Regions from separate parts of the Mus musculus genome. Here all the other regions are linked to region 1. The links are chromatin contacts, called in public promoter capture Hi-C maps. All regions are on one chromosome and are shown on one strand. Each heading gives the region's core, a stretch centred on a gene start, on an enhancer-like site or on the middle of the called end of the contact. The rest is flanking DNA. Distances are from core to core; before and after follow the strand shown. Region 1 holds the start of Chst1 (carbohydrate sulfotransferase 1). Region 2 has its middle 30 kb from the start of Prdm11. Region 3 holds the start of Syt13 (synaptotagmin XIII).

What was found. Promoter capture Hi-C pulls out the DNA fragments that hold promoters and counts their contacts.
Region 2: a promoter capture Hi-C map of hippocampal neurons shows a contact between it and region 1, with 2.3 times the contacts expected there. The contact joins the enhancer-like site here to the promoter of Chst1 in region 1. A contact is called at or near these places in 7 of 39 promoter capture datasets (the 3T3-L1 cell line, the C10 cell line, embryonic stem cells and 2 more), 4 of 484 Hi-C or Micro-C datasets (the G1E-ER4 cell line, embryonic stem cells and palatal mesenchyme) and 1 of 115 datasets of contacts at active chromatin or transcription factors (astrocytes).
Region 3: a promoter capture Hi-C map of embryonic stem cells shows a contact between it and region 1, with 2.1 times the contacts expected there. The contact joins the promoter of Syt13 here to the promoter of Chst1 in region 1. A contact is called at or near these places in 2 of 39 promoter capture datasets (the SN4741 cell line and embryonic stem cells).

What each region holds. Positions count from the first base shown.
Region 1 is chr2:92,598,442-92,600,966 of GRCm38.p6, forward strand. It overlaps Chst1 (carbohydrate sulfotransferase 1), which reads left to right and starts at 1,266. Exons shown (of 3, transcript NM_023850.2): 1 at 1,266-1,707.
Region 2 is chr2:93,074,691-93,077,215 of GRCm38.p6, forward strand. No RefSeq gene overlaps it. Among named protein-coding and RNA genes, the nearest start is that of Prdm11, 30 kb to the left of the region's middle. Within about 2 kb of position 1,266, at least 17 of the 459 cell types and tissues checked have an H3K27ac peak or open chromatin away from gene starts, as enhancers often do. A contact at or near this core is called in hippocampal neurons, where this site is marked.
Region 3 is chr2:92,913,839-92,916,363 of GRCm38.p6, forward strand. It overlaps Syt13 (synaptotagmin XIII), which reads left to right and starts at 1,263. Exons shown (of 6, transcript NM_030725.4): 1 at 1,263-1,531. The coding sequence starts at 1,349. Gm13791 (a long non-coding RNA gene) reads right to left here. Exons shown (of 5, transcript XR_001783401.2): 1 at 1,123-2,525.

The DNA.
Region 1 (2,525 bases), core at 16-2,515:
CCTCCATTTTTCCTCGTGAGGAAACTGAGGCACGGGTGGGGGAGGACTGCATCACATGGTCACACAGCAGACTCACAAAGGCTCCTCTGCACTGAGAACTTCCAGGTGAATATAACCTCATTAAAAAACAAAACAAAACAAAAAAAAAACCCGTTGTTCTCTGCACCGTATCAGGAGTGACAGACGGATGGACAGATCGTGTTCTAGGAGACGTAAGAGACGGTGGAGATGGAAGCCCACTCCTTTGGACGATCGCTACCACTCTGGACAAAGTCTACTACTGCCTTTGGTCCAGAGCCCTGCAAAGTACCTACACATCTTCAGATGGGAAACAGGTCAGGATGGGGTCTGGGTTTGTGCGCATGGACACCTTGGTGGCCAATGGTAGAAGTGGGTTTTCCCTCCTCTTCAGTTCAGGGCCACAGGCATTCCTCTGCTGGCTTCATTTTTCCTCCAGGCCACACTGAGGGCTCAGGGGTATGTTTCTCTTGTCACTAGCTATAGTGTTCGGTGCTTCTGACATGCAGGAGATGCTCAGTCGATATTTATGCAGAGAACGAAGGACCACTGTAGTGCCAGGGCTTTGCCGCTGTCCTGGTCCCACAAGTGCAGCTTGTGGACTGGTAACTACCTGGGAAGACAGATGCAGCCTAGGAGGAAGGGGCTGGGCAGGATGGAAAGCTTCCTCTAGCAAAGGAACTCTAGTGTCCGACTAACTGGCCAGCTCCACCCAGCCCCTGCTGAAAGGGGATGACAGGATCTGGGGCAAATGAAACATTTCTTTAGTTGTGGGTGATGGAAGAGAAGCAGGGGCATGTAGTGGAATATCGACTTCAGTTCTGGGTTTGGGAGTCTCTGATTGCCCTGGCTGGGGAAAGGAGCCAGGGTCAGGTTGGGGCTGTAGCCAGACTTGGGTATCCAGAGGCTTTGGCTGCATAGATAGAGCCATGCCTTCGCTAGGGCGGGTGTAGGGGGAGAGGGCAGGCCAAGAGGTACCCGTGCTGCTGCCGCTTGGCCTCCTCAACTCGGGGGTGGGGGGTGGGGGGTGCGGGGTGGAGGGTGGGGGGTGTGGCTGCCTCGGCCCGCCGGTGGGTTGGCTCCGGAGCCCTGCTAGTGGGGGTGTCCCGGCGCTCCCGGCCTGGGCTGCGCGGGGGGGGGGGGGGCGGGAGGGCGCGCGCTGACGGGGTCGGGCGGAGAGGGGGCGGGCGGCGCTGGGGGTGGAGCCGGGACCGCAGCGCCTGCCACCCGCTAGCTCGGCGCTGAAGCAACCACCGCTGCTTTTGACTCCGAGACGCAAGGAGGGTACTCCGTGAGGCTCTGGCCTCCGAGGCTGCTGCTGTCCTCCGGAGACTGGGGCTGCAGTGCTCGGTGTCCCGGTGCCTGGCCCTGATCTCTCTCTCTCTCTCTCTCTCTCTCTCTCTCTCTCTCTCTCTCTCTCTCTCTCTCTCATCAGGAAAAGGCACTGTGCAGAGCGAGCCACCCGGAGCTAGCGCCCCCGAGCCATGGAGAGGGGCCCGTGAGGGACGCGCGGAGGCGGAGGAAGAGGCTTGGGAGGAGGGAGGCCGAGGAGCAGGGCGCGGGAGGAGGAGGATGCCGCCGCCACCTCCACCGCCACCACCACCCGCGGGCCCCCGGAGAGCCTGACTCTAGACTAAGGATGGAGCCAGCGCTGGGCGCTGCAGCGGCTCCCGGCGCGCCCGCCACCAGGTATCGGCCGGGTCTCCCGGGCCCCGGGGCAGGCGGGAACGGACTGCACCGCAACAGCCGGGAGGGGCGGGGGCGCGGGCGCGGCGGGAGACGCCCCTAGCTCAGGGCCGGTGTCTCTGGGCGGTGCGCGGAGGCGGTGGCTAGGGACCGCAGAGTGCTGGGCGCTGGGAGAGGTTGGCTGGGGCTAGTAGCCCTCCGGAGAGCTCCGCGATCGCTCCTGACCTCCTCCTCTGGTGAGGGCAGCAAACTTGGGATAAACGTCTGCCCGGGGCTCCTGTTCTGCTGCTGCGGTACCCGCTCGGGTGTCTGCTCCGGGTTGATCATGCAACAGCCTGCTAGACCCGAGCGGCCGAGGTTGCCAGAGACCCTGAGGTTCCCGTGCCTCCTCTAACTTTACAAACCAGGCTTACACCCTGAGGCAAAGCACTGTCCCGGCCTCTTGCTTATAGCCTCGGTCTTGTATCGGCTTCTACTATGCTGGTGATAGGCTGGGCCCTTAGGAGACTAGGGCTGCCTGACGGTGCAGAGCTTCCCCCCACGCGAGGCCAAAACAATCCTAGCACCTCTCTGAGTAGGATATGGGGTGGTCAGCTTCTTTCGGGGTCCAGGGAGGGACACGGTGCTTGACTTTACAGTAACAGTAGACAGTGGCCCTAGCTGGAATCTATGGGTTAAAAGGCCACGCTATCTGAGGAAGGAAGGTCCTGCTAGGATGGCACCTTGGCTTGATTTCAGGTACCTCACCATGTCACCTCTCCCTACTCCAGGTCTGCCTCTTTTTAAGATTACATTCCTAGTACCCACTTCCTGATGGGCTT
Region 2 (2,525 bases), core at 16-2,515, 480 kb after region 1:
AGATGGGCTGGAATCCTCATGTCATTTCACTGCCTAGTCCCTCTGTCTGTCCACAGTGTGATCAGCAACTGGCAGGGAGTAGAAAGAACCAATGTGGGGTGGTTCTGGGGAGAAGGCCTGAAAACACTGAGGACTAGAGGGAACAGAGAGGGGAGGTGGACAAAGAGGGTCCTGGCCCTGAGCCTGGGTCAGGGACACATCACCGCTACTTCCTTCTGGGGTGGGGAATAGTGACCTAGCCCTGGATGACTCCCTATTGATCCCACAGTGGTGTGATCCCACTGTGTCAAAGGGTGAGAGCAGGGGATGCCAGCCACTGGAGAGCCCTGTCCAGTCTTCATCTCAAGGTTTCCTCCAGCTCTGCACTGTCAGCTAGACAAGGACAATGTTTCTGGTGGTCCTGACTTGATCACTCTCTCTTCTAAACGGCACTGAGCAAGCAGGGCTTGTCTTCCTCGTCATCACCCCTCCATCCCTTCCTCTGTCCCTCTGTCCCTCTGTCTCTGTCCCACCCTTTCAAATCCTTCAAATGGCCTGTCTTTCCTGCCCTCTCTCCTTCCTCCTGCTCCTTCCTCTTCCTCTCCCTTTCCTGAAAATTCTCTCCTTTGCCATTTCCCTCTCCTTTCCTGAACAACTCACCCCTCAATCTTCTGGTCCCCCCACAGGCCAGACCCTTACTCTCTGGGAACCATGCTAAGACAGAGGAGAGTGGAGGACAGCTTGGGCAAGTCACCTGTGCGGAGGTCACGGCACACCTTTTGGGTGGTGAGCACCTACCTCTTGTCACCTGCACCTGCTAACCTGTGACTCCAGCACTCAGATGAGCATAAGGATCTGAGCTTCCAAGCTCCGTTTGCACACAGCCCCCTGTCTTTATGTGGACTGAGTCTCCTCCCTGACCAGCATCATCTACTGTTTAGTACCATGTCAGAATTGTCTGAAATTGACTGGGTGATGGTCAGGAGAACCAGCTTCTGACTGTCTTGTCTGTCCTTGACCTGCTCTGGCTCCAAGCTCCTTGACCCTTGGCTCTCTGGTCACCCCCCTGCTAGGTGACTCAGGCTAGTGCTTCCTGCAGGGCTTAGCAGGCAGGCCTCAGCCAGCTCCCCTATAGCTCTGGCTCTGCAGCGGCTCAGCTCTTGGGCTGCTAGGCCTCCACTCTTTAAATAGCCTCCTGTTGCTCCCCAACCACAGCCCTGTACCCACAGATGCTCGCCCACAATGGAGCACCCAGAGCACACGTGACCTCCTACAAGGCTGTGGGAGTGTGGAGACATGGACAAACCATGCTGTTGTGGTGTAGAGGCGATGGAGATGACAGAGATGTGGTCTGGACACAGCCCCGGGGGTGTGGTTGTGGTGGTGGTGGTGGTGGTGATTCCCAACATATTGTCCCGCAGTGTAGACACAGCTGACATAGATATCACAGGCAAGCTGTAAGAAATAACACTACTAACACTGAGCAAGATGAGACCAGCTGACAAACAGCCTCCGACTAGACAAAGGCCTGCCACCCTGCAGCCCCCACCCCAACCCCTGACTGAATGTCCATCTCTACTCCCTTTCCCAGAAGATACTGCTCCTCACTGCCAACCTGGAGCACTCAGGACAGCATGCAGAAAACAGGCTTCTTGGGTCCCCGAGCCTGAAAAATGCTGCGCTGGCCTCTATGTTCACAAGGCCTTCCTGGCGACTCGAGCGCCTCCTAGTGGCAGCCATGCACTGGTGCTATCAGCTTTCTTTCCCTACAGAGGTAGCCTGCCTTTGTGTTTGGGCAGCTGGCTGTTCCCGTACTGGACTGACCGGTGACCGACTGGGGCAGGTCACAGGGATTTGGAAGGTGATTGTGATGTTTCTCATGCTGAGTGGAGGGGTGCAAGCCTTCATCTGTTATTTCAGGAATCAACGTATTCTTTAAAATGTGCCTGTGTTGGCACATTCTTCTGTATGTTCCTTTCCTAATAAAAAGTAAAAAATAGCAAAGTGAAGTTCAAGACGGAAAATAGAAGCCACATTCCTGCTGACCAGTCAAGGCGGCACTCTGGCTTTCTTCCTGTACAAGTTGGCAGACAACCGAGGAACAGCCCCAGGCCTGACGGCCCTGTGAGTGGGACTTGGGGTCTCAGGATAAGGCCTTGGAGAGTCCATGGTCTGGATAGACACCCTGTTTGTCTCCCCTTTTGGGTGCCTCTAACCTGAGCTCTGTGCTCCTATCCCCGGGGGCAAAGGCAGTGGCTTAGAGTGCTTGTTTAGGGACAAAATCTCCTTAAATGGCTGTTTAAAAAAAAAAAAAAAACATATTTGCCTTGGGCTACCCTCAGGCTCCCAGCCTCCAGAGCCAACAGCTGCAAGTGGGCAGGCTGGCCAGGAAGAGTTGGGAAGGGCAGACCTCCAACAGCCTGGAGTCTCCTCACACTGTGCATGTTGCAATGTGAACAGAGACAGAACACAAAGGGTTATGTGGCAAAGCAGCAATCCCAGAGTGAGCCTGACACTGCAGACATTGCTGTTTTCTTTGGGACAGG
Region 3 (2,525 bases), core at 13-2,512, 320 kb after region 1:
AGAGCCCACAAACAACATCTAGTCCTCAGTGGAGGAAACCTTCCTCATAATGAAAAACACCAAACAGCTCAGTTTCCTAGAGCTAAGACAGTCACCTTCCTGGACAAATTCTCATTTTCCCTCCCTCACAAGCATACACGCTCTCCTTGTTGTGAGCCTCGTGCCCTAGCAGCAACCTCTGCTGTCGTTGGTCCCTGGAAGACAGGACTTGGAATCAGCAAACACGGAGTGTGGCCTCAGGAGGCTGGCAAGGTTTTTAGTGTCCTTGTGTCCTCAGCTATGTAGGAGGTAAGGTCTCTGCTGATCAGATCAGGTAATCAATGTGAGCTGTAAATACAACCCACCAGAACATAGGACCCCACACCAGAAGCCACAGTACATCAGCCAGCCCCTGCCATACCCCAGGTTCCCCAATCTCTCTCCTTGTTCCCCCCACATTCCTTTTCCCAGTCTCTGTCTTTGTCCTTAGTGGGACGTCACTGTGAGCCTAGAAAATGAGACAGCTCTAGTCCTGTGTGAGTGTTTGCAAGGCTTAGGGCTTCCACTTTACAGCCTTCTTACCAGCTCTGGGGAAGGGGGAAGGGTGCCGTGGCAAGCAAAGGGTTACTAATCTGATGAGGTGACCAGCTACCCAGAGTGAGTTCCAGGTCTGGGTTGAAGCCCTGGTTGATTGACCCTGTGACCTTAGTAAGCTCCAGTCCTTCTTAGGTCCAACTGCCTGTGTGTGTACACATGTGCACAGAGCATTAAGAATGTCTCCAGACAACACTAAAATTACCCACTTGCATGTGTCTTTGTGAATGTGTGCATATGTGTGTGTGTCTATACATAAAGCACTAGGAATCAACCCTGAGGTTATCACATGCCAATGTGTGTGTGTGTCCATACATGTACGTGTTGCATCTGCGTGTCTTTGTGTGCATACATGTGTGTACACAGAGTTCTAAGAATTGCTCCAAATAACCCCGAGATTATCACCTGAGAGAGAGGAAGAGAGAATGAGAGAATGTGGAATGACCCCACACAACCCTGAGACTATCACCTACCAATGTGTGTTTGTGCGTGTGTATACATGTGTGTGCTTGTGTACATAGAACACACAAACCTGAGGCTATCACCTACCTGCTCCTGCTCTCCTGGCAATAGGGGGCGGGTCACATGGTGGCGAGGAGGGGGTAGCGGTTGACGCGCCTCTGGGTCAGCCTCCGCCTCTGACGTCCTTACAGCCATCCTTCCTCCCAGCTGGCTGCGTCCCCGCCCTCGGAGTCTAGAGAGCGGCTGGAGCCAGGCGGGAGCGCGAGGTGCAGGAGGCCGGCGGGAGGCGGGCGAGCCGCGGGAAGCAGGCACCATGGTGCTGTCGGTGCCTGTGATCGCGCTGGGCGCCACGCTGGGCACTGCCACCAGCATCCTTGCGCTGTGCGGGGTCACTTGCCTGTGCCGACACATGCACCCCAAGAAGGGGTTGCTGCCGCGGGACCGTGAGCCCGACCCGGAGAAGGCAAGGCCCGGTGTGCTTCAGGCGGCCCAACAGGTGAGTGAAGGCCAGGTGGGATAGCCGGGCCACCCTATGTTTTGCCAGGCTGGGAAGGAACTGCAGACCTGCAGCAGGGGTCGCAGTGGCCCCGAGGAATGGGGGAAGGACATGAAGGAGAATGGGAGGGAGGAGGGAATGAGGGCTTCAGAGGGCTGGGAAAGGAATGAGGTTGGGGGACAGTGTGCAGGGAGGAGAGGTGGTGAGCCTTTGGAAGGATGGGGGAGCTGCAGGGTTAGAAGACCCTTCGGGGGACGCCTGCAGAAATAGGGGACAAGGGTAGTGGGGTCTTCCAGAGGAAAGAGGGAGACTGCAGGAGAAACAAATTTTTTTGAAAAATAACCAGAAAGGAGGAGGTGACGCCTCCTCCCAGCTGGACAGCAGGAGTGGGGGGGGGGGGGGGAGACGGCTCTAGAGGCAGCCAGCGAGGAGGAGCCTGCAAGACCCTCCACTCCTAGCAGCTGAGCCTCAGCTTCCCCGTGGGTCTCCGGAGATTCAGAGGGCTTTTATCCCCCTGCATCTGTGGCCCCACTTGAGCTGGAAATGGACTGTGCATCCCAGGCAGGAATGGAAGCAGGGAGGTCTGGGAGAAGGGCCTTCTCCATGATCTGTGACTCCAGAAAGCTTCTTAGGTGGAGGCCAGTGCTCCTTGGACAGAGGAAGGCTGGCCATAGGTCAAGCGTGTATCAGGGACCTCCCAGGAACTTACAGATTCCCTGGTTTTGGTCTTCTGGGAGCATCTTTGCTCTGAGCCAGTTCTTCTTTTCCTAGTAAATTAATTATTCAGAAGACACACACACACCCCTCCCGGGTCGCAGAGTGGAGCCTGTGTCATTGGTCACAGCAGAGAGAGTAAAAGGGAGATGGCTTGCTGTCCTTGAGGCACTTAGAATCCCAGGCAAGTGACATTGTCACTGGTAAACAGGAGCTGGTGAGTGGTGGGAGGTCTGCCTGGACCCGTCTGTGAGTGGGGAGTGGGCTCCCCCTCCCGTGG